5 separate regions of the Sus scrofa genome follow, and all the other regions are linked to region 5. A link is a contact called in public Hi-C and HiChIP or PLAC-seq data. All regions are on one chromosome and are shown on one strand. The core of a region is the stretch at or near the end of the contact, and the rest is flanking DNA. Distances in the headings are between cores, read along the strand shown. Region 1 has its middle 58 kb from the start of FBXW11. Region 2 holds the start of FBXW11 (F-box/WD repeat-containing protein 11). Region 3 overlaps STK10 (serine/threonine-protein kinase 10). Region 4 overlaps STK10 (serine/threonine-protein kinase 10). Region 5 holds the start of FGF18 (fibroblast growth factor 18).

Region 1 (2,700 bases), core at 124-2,623, 610 kb before region 5:
ACAAACTTTAGGACAATTATGTGGCTGCAAAGTCTCTACAATGTGGCCTTTATAACATCCAGGATACTGCCCCAAATTACTTAACATACAAAGCAACAGGGAAATGTGACCTACTCTCTGGAGAAAAGACAGTCCATGGAGACTTTTCTTTTTTTGGCATTTTTAGGGCCGCACCCTTGGCATACAGAGGTTCCCAGGCTAGGGGCTGAATCAAAGCTGTAGCTGCTGGCCTACACCACAGCCACAGCAATGCCAGATCCAAGCCATGTCTGCAACCTACACCGCTCATGGCCACGCTGGATCCTTAACCCACTGAGTGAGGCCAGGGACCAAACTTGTGTCGTCATGAATAATAGTCAGATTTGCTATTACTGAGCCACAAAAGGAACTCATATGGAGACCAATTTTAAGGTGACCAGATGTTGAAATTTGTAGACAAAGATGATAAACTATTATAATATTACTGAATGGTATAAAGGAAAATAAGTTTGCAATGAATGAAGAATGAGGAGAATAGAGCAGAAAAACAGAAGCTGCACATACATTAAAAAAAATTCTAAAATTGAAAAAATACTTTTTTTTTCTTTTTTTCTTTTTAGGGCCGTACCCATGGCATATGGAGGTTCCCAGGCTAGGGGTCCAGTCAGAGCTACAGCTGCTGGCTTACAAGACAGCCACAGCAACACAGGATCCAAGCTGCGTGTGTTCTACACCACAGCTCACGACAACACTGGATCCTTAACCTACTGGGCGAGGCCAGGGATCAAAACCGCAACCTCATGGTTACTGATCGGATTCATTTCCACTATGCCACAACTGGCACTCCTAAATGAAAAAAAAATACAAATTTTAAATAAAAAATTCACTGGTTGGGGAGTTCCTGTTGTGGCTCAGTGGGTTAAGAACCCAGCTAGTATCCATATGGATATGGATTTGATCCCTAGCCTTGCTTAGTGGTTAAAGGATCAGGCGTTGCTGCAAGCTGTGGTGTAAGTCACAGATGTGGCTTGATTCTGGAGTTGCTGTGGCAGAGGCCAGCAGCTGCAGCCCCAATTTGACCCCTAGCCTGGACAAGCATACCTTTTTTTTTTTGCTTTTTAGGGCTGTACCCATGGCAAATGGAGGTTCCCAGGCTAGGGGTCCAATTGGCACTACAACTGCTGGCCACAGCCACAGCCACAGCAACATCATATCCGAGCTGCATCTGTGACCTACACCACAGCTCATGGCAATGCTGGATCCCTGACCCACTGGGCAAGGCCAGGGATTGAACCACTATCTTATGAATACTAGTCAGATTTGTGTCCACTGTACCACAACAGGAACTCCTTGACCCCTACCCTGGGAACTTCCATATATTGAGGGTGTGGCCCTAAAAAAGACCAAATAAAGAAAAAAGAAAAAAAAAATTCACTGGCTGGAGTTAATAGCACAATGCATGTGACAGAGGAAAGAATCAGTAAAAGAAATTACCCAATCATAAGAGAAAAAAAAAATAATGAAAACATGAACAGAGGAGTTCCCTGGTGACTCAGCAGGTTAAGGATCTGGTGTTGTCACTGTAGTGGGTCAGGTTGCTGCTGTGGTGCTGGTTTGATCCCTGGCCTGGGAACTTCTACATGCCACAGGTGTGGTCAAAAAAAAAAGTGAACAGAAACTCAGGGATCTGCAGGACAATATCCAGGAGGAGAGAGAGTGACAAGGCAGAAAAATATTTGCAGAAATGATTGATACTGCTTTAAATCTGGTAAAAGATATAAGTTTACAGATTTCAAGGTCAGCAGATCTTAAGCAGAATAAATATGAAGAAAACCATGCCCAGCTATATCACAGTCAAACTGCTTCAGCCAAAGTTAAGAAAAAAAAAATCTTGAAAACAACCAGAGAAAAAGTGACAAATTACATACAGGAGGACAAAATTGAATGACTACTGACTTCTCGTCAGAAAGAATAGAGGCCAGAACAGAGATGGAGCGGGTTGAATTTTTGTCTCCAAAAAGCTATGTCTGGTTTTTAGTTCAAGATGGCAATGCAGGAGGATCCTGAACTCACCTCCTCTCACAGACATACAGCTACACATGCAACAATTTCCTCTGGAAAAAACTAAAACTAGCAGATAAACAGCTACATATCAGGTGAACAAGAAAAACCCCACATCAATGCAGGTAGGAGAGGCTGAGACACAATCTTGCAATAAACCCCACCCTTGGCTCAGCAGTCCACAATTGGAAGGAATCTCACAAAGCCCAAGCTTCTCCCTGAGGAATGAAGAGTTTGAACCCCACATTTGGTACCCCAATATTTAAAAACTGTACCTGAGAGATGAGCCCTTCAAAAACCTGGCTTTGAAAGCCAACAGGGCTTGACTTCATGAGGTCAACAAGCCTTTAGCAAACTGAGAAACAGTTCTGGATCAAATGTACTCACCTACCCCAGGGCCTACCCAGCATGGAGGCAGCTGATTGAAAAGCTCCCAGACCTTCTGTGAAAGAGGCTTATGTGCTTATCTTAAAGCACCTGCCTGAAGGGAAAGGTACCTAATTTAACCCACATCAAGGCTTTACTAAGGTATTTTTCAAAGATAGAGGATGACAGCTGCCATCTCTGCACTCTTCCTCAGCCTTGCTCCAGCTTGCCAGTATCTTATAGAAAGGAGCTTACATAGCTTCATTTTGTGCCACAATTTTTGCTACTGTCACC
Region 2 (2,700 bases), core at 172-2,671, 550 kb before region 5:
GGAATAATAGCTTTTTAATTCTGTGTTCTTCCTATTGCTTTTCTTTCAATTCCCTAAGTAGAAAGCATCGGATAAGGGCCATTAAACTTAAAACTGTATTGAACAGAACTTACACTGTGTCCTGCATGCATACAAATTACTGTAGCAATTCGGTGCTTGGAAATGGAAAGACTTAGAGGTCATCTAGTCCCTTCCCTTTACAGGTGCAGAAAATGCAAAACACTTGAGAAAGAGAACAGTAGCCTTTGACATTTGGCAGCTGGCCTGATACAATCAAACAGGCAGTAATGTTACTAGATGATAGCCTGGTCCTCTTAGCTAGGCCTCGTGTTTTCTTGTTGAACCTAATTTCATAGAACATAAATGTTAGACAAAGCCATTCTATGGCCATGATAGACCAATACAAAAGCGAAACCACTCCTAATTAAATCTGAACACAGATCAAACAGGGACATTGTTCAAACCACAAAAAATGACCAAATAGCCCTTATTCTGGTAATGAGGGACTCCTGCTTCTCTACCAATCAGGACTTCAGCCTCGTCTAGTAGTCCTTCCGTCTAGATAACATTTACTGAGATGCCCAATCATAAAATTACCTCCACTTTCTGACAGCATCTTATCCAGGGTAAAGTCCCACTTTCTTAAACCCTCATCCAAATCACCTGACAACTCCTCCTGAGATGCCCCACAGTTCTTCATGGTGTGTGTTCTCTCTCTCTGCAACCAGCAATAAACCCAACCTGTTAATTCTCAGCGGGCCTTTGTCGTCTTTGGTTTGAGGTTACTGACAGACCTGATAAGGTTTATACCGAGCTGGAGGCAGAATTCACTGGGCATCTCCAGCTGTGTTCCTTCTTATGGTTAATGTCTGTCTTCCCCCTACCAGAATTACGCTGCGTGAGAAGAGAAGCCTTGTCTGTAGGGATCAGAGCTGATTCCCAGGGCCTAGGCTAGTGACGAGCAGAGGCTGGAAGTTTAAAAGATACTTTCTAAACGAATGAATAATAGGTTCTCTTTCACCTCTCAGTTCCTCCCAGTACGTGGTGCACAGAGACCACAAAACTCCTCTTTCTCAACTAAATTTCCAAACCCCTCTTGGGACGCCACTCTTGGGACGCCCATGCTCTCAGAGCCTCCTTCTCTGCCCGAGCTCTCTCGCTCGCTGGCCCCCCTCCGACACTTGAGCCCCAAGACCATCCCTTCCTAGAACCCACCTGTCGCCAACACCTCACCCTGCCACAGAGGCCAGACCAACCGTGCCGTTACTTAGGTGTCGAGCGGGCACTGCAGGCACAGACCGCGCATGTGCGGAAATCGGTCGCGCACGCAGGATCGCTGGCAAGTGAAGAGTTGCCTTGGAGTTTCCGTCCGGGTCCGGGGAGCCTCGGGCTGCCAGGAAGTCAGAAGAAACTAGCCGGAAAGAGAACCCGCGCGCAGGGCTTTCTGGGATATGTAGTAGGCGCGCACCTGAAGCCCCACCTTGAGGAAGCCCGTAATTCTTTAGGTCTGCACGTCTCTCATTCGCAGTCCCGTGCTACTTTCGGCTGAGAATTCAGCTTCGGACGGCTAGGAGAGATTGGTCTGGCGGGGTCTTCTCGTTCCCACAACGCTCTGCGGGACCCGCGGCGCCTGCCGGGAGCTGTAGTCCTCGCTCTGCGTACTGCGTTCGCCGAGGGGGAGGGCGGAGCTGCCGGCGGCCCGGGCGGGCTGGCAGCTAGAGTGGGTGCGATAGCCGCCTCCGCCTCTGCCGCCTCCGCCGTCGCCTCCTCCGCCCGGGCCGTTCGCTGCTGCGCGGGGAGAGCGAGGCGGGGCCGCCAGGGCCGCCATGGAGCCCGACTCGGTGATTGAGGACAAGACCATCGAGCTCATGGTGAGTGCGGCCCGCTGGACCGTCCGTTCTTCCGTCCGTCCGGCCCCGGGCGGGCCTGCCCATCTCAACGTCCGGCGCGAGGCCGGCCCTGGCCCTTCCCCGCTGCCTCGGCCCGAACCTGGGCCCTCCGGCCCGGCGCGCTTTACTCCGGATCCCTCGAGATCTCAGGCCGGACCTGGTCCGGCCCCCTCCATGCCCCTCGGTTTTCCTCCCTCCCTCCCTTCTCTCCTGTCTCTGGGCCCATCCCTGGAACGACCCTCGCTCGCTTGTGCTGTGGCCTTAGCTCACACTCGCTCAAGCATCTCCTTCCTCCCTTAGAAGGGGTTTTCTGTTTTTTCTTTTTCTAATTCTCCGGCCAGGCCTGCATCGCTCTTGCAAGCCCCACTCAGGCCGAGTGAGATGGTGATGGGAGGGGGTACAGAGAAGATCGACCTGGGGTCTCGGCCTCTGCGTCCTAGAAGGGGTCTCTCAGCACCCTCTTCTCAAGCCAGGGCTGTGTGGATGCCGGCATAGGCCCTACAGGGGTGGAGGTGGGGAGCTCTCGGGTTTGAGGCTGTGACCGATAAGGGGCCTCTTTCCTGGGCCCCTGTGGTGTCCGGCTTCTCGGACAAAGGGTTTCCTACCCGGCCGAGAGGGATGTTTGGATAGCGAGGCCCCAGGTACTCTGGATTCCATCTCCCAGGAAAGAGACACTGTAACTTCACGTTTTCCAGAGCCGCTCTGGGAAATTGGGGAGGGGGAAGAGGGCTTGTCCTCATCTGCGCCGCCAGTTCTTTCTTCTAGAAAAGGAGTAGGAGAGAATCCTAGGCCCCTGGGAAATCGATCACTC
Region 3 (2,700 bases), core at 64-2,563, 630 kb before region 5:
GCTCAGTGAGTTGAGGATGTGGTGTTGCTGTGAGCTGTGGTGTAGCTCGGACTCTGTGCTCGGACTCTGTTGCTGTGGCTTTGCTGTAGGCTGGCAGCTGTAGCTCCGATTTGACCCCTAGCCTGGGAACCTCTGTATGCCATGGGTGCAGCCCTACAAAGCAAAATAAATAAATACAAAAAACCTCCAAAAAACAAAAATGATTATTTAAAAAAAACTAATTCTTCATAGAAATATTTATATTATAATACTAAGAGAAGAGGAAGGCAAATTTTTAGAACTGTATATATATGCAAAATTGCTGCAGATCCCACTACACAATAAGAGTTTTAATATTCTGGAATATTCTTCTAGGTACCTCCTGGTGTATATGTATTTATACATACAGAGTTTCATACAAATGGGATTTATAATTAAGGAGAATGAATGAATGAATGATGCCTGTGCCCTCAAGGTCACAGCATCAGGTATGTCTCAGCCCTCTGTGCTTCTTACCTGTTCTGCCTGGAATATGTTTCAGAATGAAAAGTGTCACCTCTTGGTAGAGCATGAAACTCAGAAGCTGAAGGCCCTGGATGAAAGCCATAACCAGAACCTGAAAGAATGGCGGGACAAGCTTCGGCCACGCAAAAAGGTAACCCTATCTGGGCTGATGGGCTCTGCTCCTTGTTGTGCCACAGGTGTCTGCCTAAGATGTGGAGAGAGACATAGAGAAGATACAGATGTATGGATTTATTTTAAGCAACTGGTTCACCTGATTATAGGGGCTGACAACTCTGAAATCTGCAGGCAGACTACAGGCTGGAGACCCAGGGAAGAACTGATGTTGCGGTCTTGAGCCCCAGGGCAGTCTGGAGGCACAATTCCTCTTTCCTTAGGGAAACCTCTGTCTTTTCTCTTAAGGCCTTCAACTGATTGAGTGAGGCTCCCCCACAGTGAAGGGTAATCTGCTTTATTCAGAGTCTACTAAGATAAATGTTAATCAAATCTAAAAGATTCCTTCATAATGACATCTAGTCTGGTGTTTGACCAAACAGCTGGTTACTATGGCTTTGTCAGGCTGACAAATAAATGAACCATCACAGGGCCTCAGTGTGGTCCTTTGTAAAGACATGGATATTGTATAGTATTCTGCAAAAAGGCACCACCCCATGGTATAGGCCAAGTACACAGTCGTTTCCTTTCACTCTTGTCAACAGTCTGAGGACAGAGCTGCCCTAATTACCCTTGACCATGTGTCCTTAAACCTTGGGTCTGTAACAGCATCATACTTCAGCTCCCCTTGCTGTAATGATAGTCAAAGCAGGAGGAAGCGGCCCACCTCCGCCATACAGTGGCCTTGGAGGTCCTTGAATTGAGGCTTCCCTCTTCCTGTGCTAATGGAGCTTTCTGGCTGGTTGCTGGCCGGGGTCCCAGACCTTCCTGTTAATAGGTCCACACTTACCTGTAACCACAGCCTGCTGGGACTTTTTTGATGCTGAAATCAATAGTGCTCCTGCTGATATAGGTTGACTCTGGCATCAGGAAATAAATGTTCACCTGGTTCTCTTATCTTGGCACATCCTGAGAGTCTGAAAGTGAACAATCAGTGTTGCCTCAGGCAAATGCCTCATATCCCAGATTGCTTCATGAGGGCGCCTGCGCATAGGGGAGGCCTGGTGTTTGGAGAGCTGGCATTGAGTTTTGCCTGTGGAGGCTGCCTCTTTCCAGAATTCCTTGTAGAACTGGTCTATCATTAGTTACCTGGATGGCTGTTGGAACAGTGGCCCAGAGGGGATGACTTTCATTCTGGAATAAGCATTCGTCTCCACTCCTGCATTTCAATCAGCAGCCTTGAGCTGCTGCCCATGTGTGGGGGGGCAAGGGAAATGACTGTACATTGGGGAATATTTTTAGAAAAATTCAGATTTCTATCAATAAGTAGAGAATATCCTGTAAGGTCAAGAAAGTGTTGCTTGGGTCACAATTAACACAGACTGTGGCCTCAGACAAGTCTTACCCCTTGAACTTGGCTTTTGGGGGCTGTAAGATGAAGATGACATTTCTTGCCTTAAACACAAGTGATAGTAAGCTGTTGCTCTTGGGCCACATGTGGCCCAGTACCTGTATTTACAAATAGTGTTTTATTGTAACACAGCCATACTTAAGTATTTACATATTGTCTGCGGCCGAATTTATCCTACAATAGCGGTTGAGTAGTTGCGACAGAGACCATACTGTAAAAGTGAAAATCTTTACAATCTGGCCCTTTACAGAAAAAAGATTGCAGAATCCTGCCTTAGTTATATTGAGGTAAAAGAGAGTAGTGCTGAAGAGCATAGGCTTTGAAGTAAGACAGATGTGAGACAAAGTCCTAGCTTCCCCATTACTAGCTGTGAGGCCCTGGGCAAGTTACTAAACCTCTTTGCACTCAAAAAAGTGGTAGATATTATAGTTAAATTGGTATTCCTATAGCAGAAGTCACAAACTGATGGCCCACAGGCTGAAACTGGCTTACGGACATCAGGTTTGGTCAACGTACAGCAATTACAACTTTTTTTTAAAGGTGCCAACTTTTTAAGTATAAGGAAATTTTACATAGAAATCTGAATTTCCAGCAACACTAGGCCCATCATACCACAGGACAGCTATGGGCAGGAGCTGAGAAATGTGCTCTTCACCTCACCACTGTCTCCACCACGTCCCATTACCTCACATCCA
Region 4 (2,700 bases), core at 99-2,598, 750 kb before region 5:
AGGGGGTGGAAGGAGGGTTATCTGAAATCAGTTGGCCAGTTGGACCTCCCCCGCCACGGGCTGGGTGTGGCTCGGAGATTGCTGACGCAGTTTGAGGTGTGCGTCTGAGCCCTGTGTGTTCCTTTGCTGCTTGCTCATCTAGGTACGGTTTTCTGCGTTCACCTAGTGTTTCAGGCAGACAAAACAGCACATGAGCAAATGTGAGTTTAGCGTTTTGATAAAATTGTTCATCAATGGTATTGGCACAAAGTTAGCATTTAAAAAGTAGGCCTGTTGTGGCTCAGCATTACAAACCTGACTAGTATCCATGAGGTTGCGGGTTCGATCCCTGGCCTTGCTCTGTGGGTTAAGGATCCGGCATTGCCGTGAGCTGTGGTGTAGGTCGCAGACATGACTCGGATCCTGTGTTGCTGTGGCTGTGGTGTAGGCCGGCAGCTGCAGCTCTGATTCAACCGCTAGCCTGGGAACCTCCGTGTGCCATGGGTCAAGCTCCCCCCCTGCCCCCCCACCCCCGCCCAAAGTAAAAGCCTTATCGCAAAGCTGGGTATTGATGAACAGCTTTACTTATAAAGTTCTTTTTACGTTTAAATCTCTGTCTTTTTTTTTTTTTTTTTTTGACTGCCTCGGGGCATGTGGAGTTCCCGGGCTAGGGGGTTCACAGGGCCAGAGGAGCCAGGGATTAGACCTGAGCCTCAGTTGTGACAGCAATGCCAGATCCTTTAACCCACTGTGCGGGGCAGGGATCGAACCTACATCCTGGTGCGTCTAGACACGCAGATCCTGTTGTGTTCCAGTAGGAGGGAACTCCTTAAATCATATTTCAGGCTAGACTTCCAGAGGGATTGAAGGAGCGATGCCTCTTGGAGGGTGATTTTTAAAGAAAATGGGAGAAAGGCCGATCCTCTGGGATCCAGCCAGAGCCCAGGGTCTTGGCAGCAGCTGCTGTCGGGTGGGGACCTCAGGTGCCCTCCAGCTCAGAGAGCCATTGTTAACCCACATCCTTGAAGTGCCACATCCTGCCCTGCTGCCCGGTTCAGACACAGCAGGGGTTCTGCGAGGGGGGAGCCAGCTGTCAGCCTCCTGCCCTCCCCGGCCAGGCCAACAACTCCTTCCACCTCGTCTCTGCCCCAGAGTTTTAAAGCCGGTTTCCGCTTCCTCTGGGGGCCGCCGCTGCCAAGGTCTCCCGCGTCCCCCGTCCCCGTCCCGTGCGCCTCCCCACCCCCCTCCGGAAAGAGCTCTGCCCCCAGGCAGCAACCTTATTTCCGCTCAGCCTAGTGTTTTTCAACTTAAGTCCATGCTATTGTGAGAAGGTCCTGGCTCCGGTCCTATGTGGCCCGAGCTTCCTGGGGATGTCGCCTGCCCAGGGGGCTCCGCTGGGGGCTGGAGCAGCTGATTTAGCCCTGGCTGCCCTGAGACATGTTCTCGCTGGCTCCGGAGCAGGCTGGGGTGAAGGGAGCTAATAGCACCCCCAGGCCTCCCCTCTCCCCGTGGTCCCCTGACCTCCTGAGTTACCCGGACTGGGGGAAGTTGCCAGGGGCTGTCACCCTGCAGCCCCCTGAAAACGGCCCCGGATGCTCACTCCCAGGCCCACGGGCTGCTGAGGGCAGTGGAGCAAGGTGGTAAAGGAAGCATTCGGGGCTCAGCGGGATCTGGCTTGCAGCCCCAAAGTGGCCCCCCACTTCTGAGCCTCAGGCTCTTGTCTGTGAAATGGAGGTGATGGTTTGGAGGACGGTGCAGGGTGGAGCTGGGCTAGGGAGGTGACTGTGTATCGGACCTTCTCCAAACAGGAAGTGGGCAGGAGGGAAGAGAGGTCATTATTGTTGATGCTCTTGGTACCAAACGGAGAAGGTCCCGGCTGGTTACTGCAGCTGACCTGGGGACGAGCAGGAAAACGTCAGTGTCATGCCAGGCTCTCCACTGTTGACCTTTGGGGCCGTTCATTCTTTTTTTTTTTTAATCTTTTTGTCTTTTTAGGGCCACACCCATGACATATAGAGGTTTTCAGGCTAGGGATCTAATCGGACCTACAGCTGCCAGCCTACACCAGAGCCACAGCAACACGGGATCCAAGCTGTATCTGCGACCTACACCACAGCTCATGGCAATGCCAGATCCTTAAGCCACTGAGCAAGGCCAGGGATTGAACTCACAACCTCAGGGTTCCTAGTCGGATTTGTTTCCGCTGTGCTATGACGGGAACTCCGCCCGGGGCCATTCATTCTTTACTGTGGGGGCTGCCCTATGTATTACAGGATGTTAGCAGCATCTTTGGCCTCTACCCACAGAGGTACCACCACTGCCAGCCCCTCCCCCTTCAGCCCCTAGTTGGGACAGCCAAAAATGTCTTCTGACAAGGCCGTATGTCCCGTGGGGGCCAGAATTGCTCCCATGGAGCACTGCTGCCTCTTACACACAAACGTGCCTCCATTCAGTTCAGCAAACAGGTCTCTTCACCTGTGTGTGTCACGTCCCCGGGTGCGTGATGAATGATGCGGGCCTCGCAGCCAGGCAGACCAGTTTGAATCTTGGATGCCCTACTTTGCTGCTCTGTGAAGTCAGGCGAATGGCTTGTCTCAGCCTCAGTTTCCCCATGTGTCTGGTGGGGCCGAGACCAGGACTCATCCCACAGAGCAGCTGGGAGAATTAGACCAGAAGCTCATCTGGAGGGCGGAGCAGGTGGCCCGTCTTAGGTGCCCAGGT
Region 5 (2,700 bases), core at 124-2,623:
ACCCGAGCCTCTCCTCTTTCTGTCTCTTTCCCTTTCTCTCTGTCTCTGTCTCTCTCTCTGTCTCTCTGTCTCTCTCTCTCTCTCCCTCTGCCTCTCAATGCTGCAAACGCCTTTGAAACCACAGAGTAATTTACAACTGAAGCTTTCTCCCTGGACTTCAAATCCACTCGTCTGAAAGGAGCCTTTTTGTTTAGAAGAGCGAGCGGAGATGTTAAGGGACGGTTGGCAGAGAAAATCCCTACGTCCTAACTCCTCACCCGCTGCGAGCCGGGGGGCCTAGAACCGGGCACATTGCAGCGTCTGAGCCCGCCGGCTCCGGGGATCTCCTCCCAGCCGTAGCCCCGCCAGCGCGCGCCAGCCTGAGTCCCACAGCAGAGCCCCTTGCCCTTGGCCGGTCCCCCCTCCTGCGCTGGGCGCGTGCGGAGCCGCCCTTCCGCGCCCTGGGAACAGGTGCACTGGGCTCGGCGCCCAGGAGGGGTGGGGCGCAGGGAGGGGGCGCGGCCCGGAGGAGGGGGGTCGACACGTACCGCGAGGCAGTTGCGGGGGTGGGGGAGAGGTCAGAGTCAGGAGCCCACGTACCTGTACCTGGAAGCACAACAGCAGGAAGTGTAAACACCTGCGGAGAGAGATGGAGAGGCCGTCAGTGAGACTGGAAGGAGGGGGACCTAGGTACAGACAGATATGCAGTCGGAAAGTCGGAGAAACGGCTGGGCAGGCAGACAGAACCACAGGCACACCGACAGACTGCCAGGCAGGGTGGGCAGCCCCGCGAGCGGGCGCTTACAGGCAAGTGCAGGCGGAGGGCGCTGAATACATCGCTGGGAGGGAGGGAGGCGGCGGCTCCTAGCCCAGCCTGCACATGTCCGCTTCGCGCGGCCGGGACCGGGCGCCTCCGCCGCCTCCGCCGCCGCCGCCGCCGCTGCTGCTGCTCCCTCCTCGCCGGCTGCTGCTGCTGCAGACTCTGCTGCTCCGGGGCGCTCCGCGGCGCGCCCTGCGGCATCAGCGCCCCGCGCGGCTCCTCCCGAGCGCTGCGCCCTCCGGGCTGGCGCGGGGGCTGCGGGGCGGCCGCCGCTGTGCAGGAGGCACCGGCCGGTGCGAAGAAGCTTGCTCACTGCCGGCTGGCCGTCCGTCCGGGCGTCCGCGGGAGGCTGGCTGACAGGCTCACTCCGGGGGCAGCATGCACGGCGGGGCTGGAAGCTGGGGCGTGCTCTCCGGATGGGGCGCGGGACTGCGCGGGGCCAGGGGTCAGCGTTCTGGGGCCGGGGCGCGCGGCTGCAGCACGAACGCGTCACGGCCGCTCCGTCTGGGCGCCCGCCGGCTCATGTCTCCTCCTCCGAGTCTCTCCGGCCGTGCGCATCGCCGCCTCCCACCACTGGCGGCGGCCGGGGCGTTTTCTACGCGCGGGCGGCGAGGGGGCGGGGGGCCGGGGGCGGGCCCGGGCCCGAGCCGGCACAATGAGGATGCGGGGCCCGGGGGCTCCCCCCTCGGGGCGCGGCCGGACGGGCGCTCAGCTCGCCTGGGTGCGCCGCGCCCACATCAAAGGCGGCTCTGCCTGCTTGCCTGCCTGCCGCGGCCTCTCCTCTGCCGCCTCCTCCTTCTCCTGGCGGCCCTGGGTTGGAGGGAGGCGCTCAGACTCTCGGCGACGGGACCAGCAGCTCCGAAGGGGCAGAGCCCGCGAGGCTGGAGCTGGTGAGCGCTGGAAGCCGTCGGAATTCTGTGTCTGGGCGCAATGACCCGCGCCACGGAGCAACGCTGCCGGAATTGGACAGGCAGCGGTCCCCAAGAACGCAGTTAGGTGCGGAACGTCTTCATGCGCCCACATTCGCTAGTCGCACTCACTCACACCAACCAGCGCTTGAGTGGGGAGCCGGGAGGGGGCGGGTCAGGCCCAGCCCTCGGGGCGGCTCCGTTTAAGGGGGGGTCTCTTTTACCCGCCCTTTGAGTCCACGCAGGATCGTGGTGTGTCCCAGACACCCTCTCGGGCGGCTGGCCAACCCAAGTGAGCCCTCTTCCAGTCTCTGTCCCTGCCGTTGAGGGGGAGAGGGTCTCCAGGGCGTCTGTTACGCATCTCCCCCCCCCCCACCTTGAGCTCCCGGGTCGGATCCCAGCTGGGCTCTCCAGTAGGCGAGACAGCTTTGGAAACGCACGGCTGCCACCTAGCGGTCCTGAAGTTTCGCTGCAGCCCAGCCCAGTCGGGCTGTGCAGGCCCGGGAGGAGCCAGCAGGACTCTGGTCAGCGACCACTGCAGGCCCTCTTCTGGCCTCCAGACTGAGATTCGTTACTCCTTGTATACTGATCGTTTTGACTCTTAATCAGGTCCCTTCTGAGGACATCTCGCCTAACCGCCTCTATCTCTTCAGAGGCATGACTCCTGTCCTTCCCACCAACCTCAAAATTTGGGTGTTCTTGTCTCAGGCAACTGCTTCACACCGTCTATAGCTCCAGGCAGCCAGGCTCTGCTTGGCCTGATTGATACTAAGGGAAACAGTCATAGCATGAAAGAAACTGAACAAGCTCAAAAGGCAAAACGCAGGAATCAGACTATTTGGTTAAGAACCTTCTTGCACCATTGGCTAGGGTTGCTATCCCCATTTCACTTCCAGCAAAACTAAGGTAGGCCCTGTCAAACAGTGCTACTTCCTAGAGTCATGGAAAATGAAATATCAGCAATTGTTCTGATTATCAGGCCACCCTGCAAGC

The links. A called contact is a pair of places that touch in the nucleus more often than the background predicts. HiChIP or PLAC-seq counts read pairs in DNA pulled down with a chosen protein or histone mark.
Region 1: an H3K27ac HiChIP or PLAC-seq map of alveolar macrophages shows a contact between it and region 5. The contact joins the enhancer-like site here to the promoter of FGF18 in region 5. A contact is called at or near these places in 2 of 5 promoter capture datasets (fetal skeletal muscle and liver), 13 of 47 Hi-C or Micro-C datasets (adipocytes, embryonic fibroblasts, fetal heart ventricle and 8 more) and 2 of 2 datasets of contacts at active chromatin or transcription factors (alveolar macrophages and skeletal muscle).
Region 2: a contact with region 5 is called in an H3K27ac HiChIP or PLAC-seq map of alveolar macrophages. The contact joins the promoter of FBXW11 here to the promoter of FGF18 in region 5. A contact is called at or near these places in 2 of 5 promoter capture datasets (fetal liver and liver), 13 of 47 Hi-C or Micro-C datasets (embryonic fibroblasts, fetal skeletal muscle, fibroblasts and 7 more) and 2 of 2 datasets of contacts at active chromatin or transcription factors (alveolar macrophages and skeletal muscle).
Region 3: a contact with region 5 is called in a Hi-C map of omental adipose tissue, with 2.8 times the contacts expected there. The contact joins the enhancer-like site here to the promoter of FGF18 in region 5. A contact is called at or near these places in 2 of 5 promoter capture datasets (fetal skeletal muscle and liver), 18 of 47 Hi-C or Micro-C datasets (adipocytes, brain, embryonic fibroblasts and 13 more) and 2 of 2 datasets of contacts at active chromatin or transcription factors (alveolar macrophages and skeletal muscle).
Region 4: an H3K27ac HiChIP or PLAC-seq map of alveolar macrophages shows a contact between it and region 5. The contact joins the enhancer-like site here to the promoter of FGF18 in region 5. A contact is called at or near these places in 3 of 5 promoter capture datasets (fetal liver, fetal skeletal muscle and liver), 4 of 47 Hi-C or Micro-C datasets (embryonic fibroblasts, omental adipose tissue, retroperitoneal adipose tissue and 1 more) and 1 of 2 datasets of contacts at active chromatin or transcription factors (alveolar macrophages).

Annotation. Positions count from the first base shown.
Region 1 is chr16:52,152,643-52,155,342 of Sscrofa11.1, forward strand. No RefSeq gene overlaps it. Among named protein-coding and RNA genes, the nearest start is that of FBXW11, 58 kb to the right of the region's middle. Within about 2 kb of position 1,374, at least 2 of the 83 cell types and tissues checked have an H3K27ac peak or open chromatin away from gene starts, as enhancers often do. A contact at or near this core is called in alveolar macrophages, where this site is marked.
Region 2 is chr16:52,210,980-52,213,679 of Sscrofa11.1, forward strand. It overlaps FBXW11 (F-box/WD repeat-containing protein 11), which reads left to right and starts at 1,422. Exons shown (of 14, transcript XM_021077115.1): 1 at 1,422-1,871. The coding sequence starts at 1,827.
Region 3 is chr16:52,132,723-52,135,422 of Sscrofa11.1, forward strand. It overlaps STK10 (serine/threonine-protein kinase 10), which reads left to right. Exons shown (of 19, transcript XM_021077114.1): 18 at 521-634. It overlaps LOC110257343 (a long non-coding RNA gene), which reads right to left. Exons shown (of 5, transcript XR_002339815.1): 1 at 2,691-2,700; 2 at 1,445-1,571; 3 at 496-688. Among named protein-coding and RNA genes, the nearest start is that of FBXW11, 78 kb to the right of the region's middle. Within about 2 kb of position 1,314, at least 2 of the 83 cell types and tissues checked have an H3K27ac peak or open chromatin away from gene starts, as enhancers often do. A contact at or near this core is called in omental adipose tissue, where this site is marked.
Region 4 is chr16:52,009,358-52,012,057 of Sscrofa11.1, forward strand. The region is part of intron 1 of STK10 (serine/threonine-protein kinase 10); the gene reads left to right. Among named protein-coding and RNA genes, the nearest start is that of STK10, 6.9 kb to the left of the region's middle. Within about 2 kb of position 1,349, at least 35 of the 83 cell types and tissues checked have an H3K27ac peak or open chromatin away from gene starts, as enhancers often do. A contact at or near this core is called in alveolar macrophages, fetal liver, liver and 3 more, where this site is marked.
Region 5 is chr16:52,758,873-52,761,572 of Sscrofa11.1, forward strand. FGF18 (fibroblast growth factor 18) reads right to left here and starts at 1,374. Exons shown (of 5, transcript XM_013990660.2): 1 at 785-1,374; 2 at 580-616. The coding sequence starts at 816.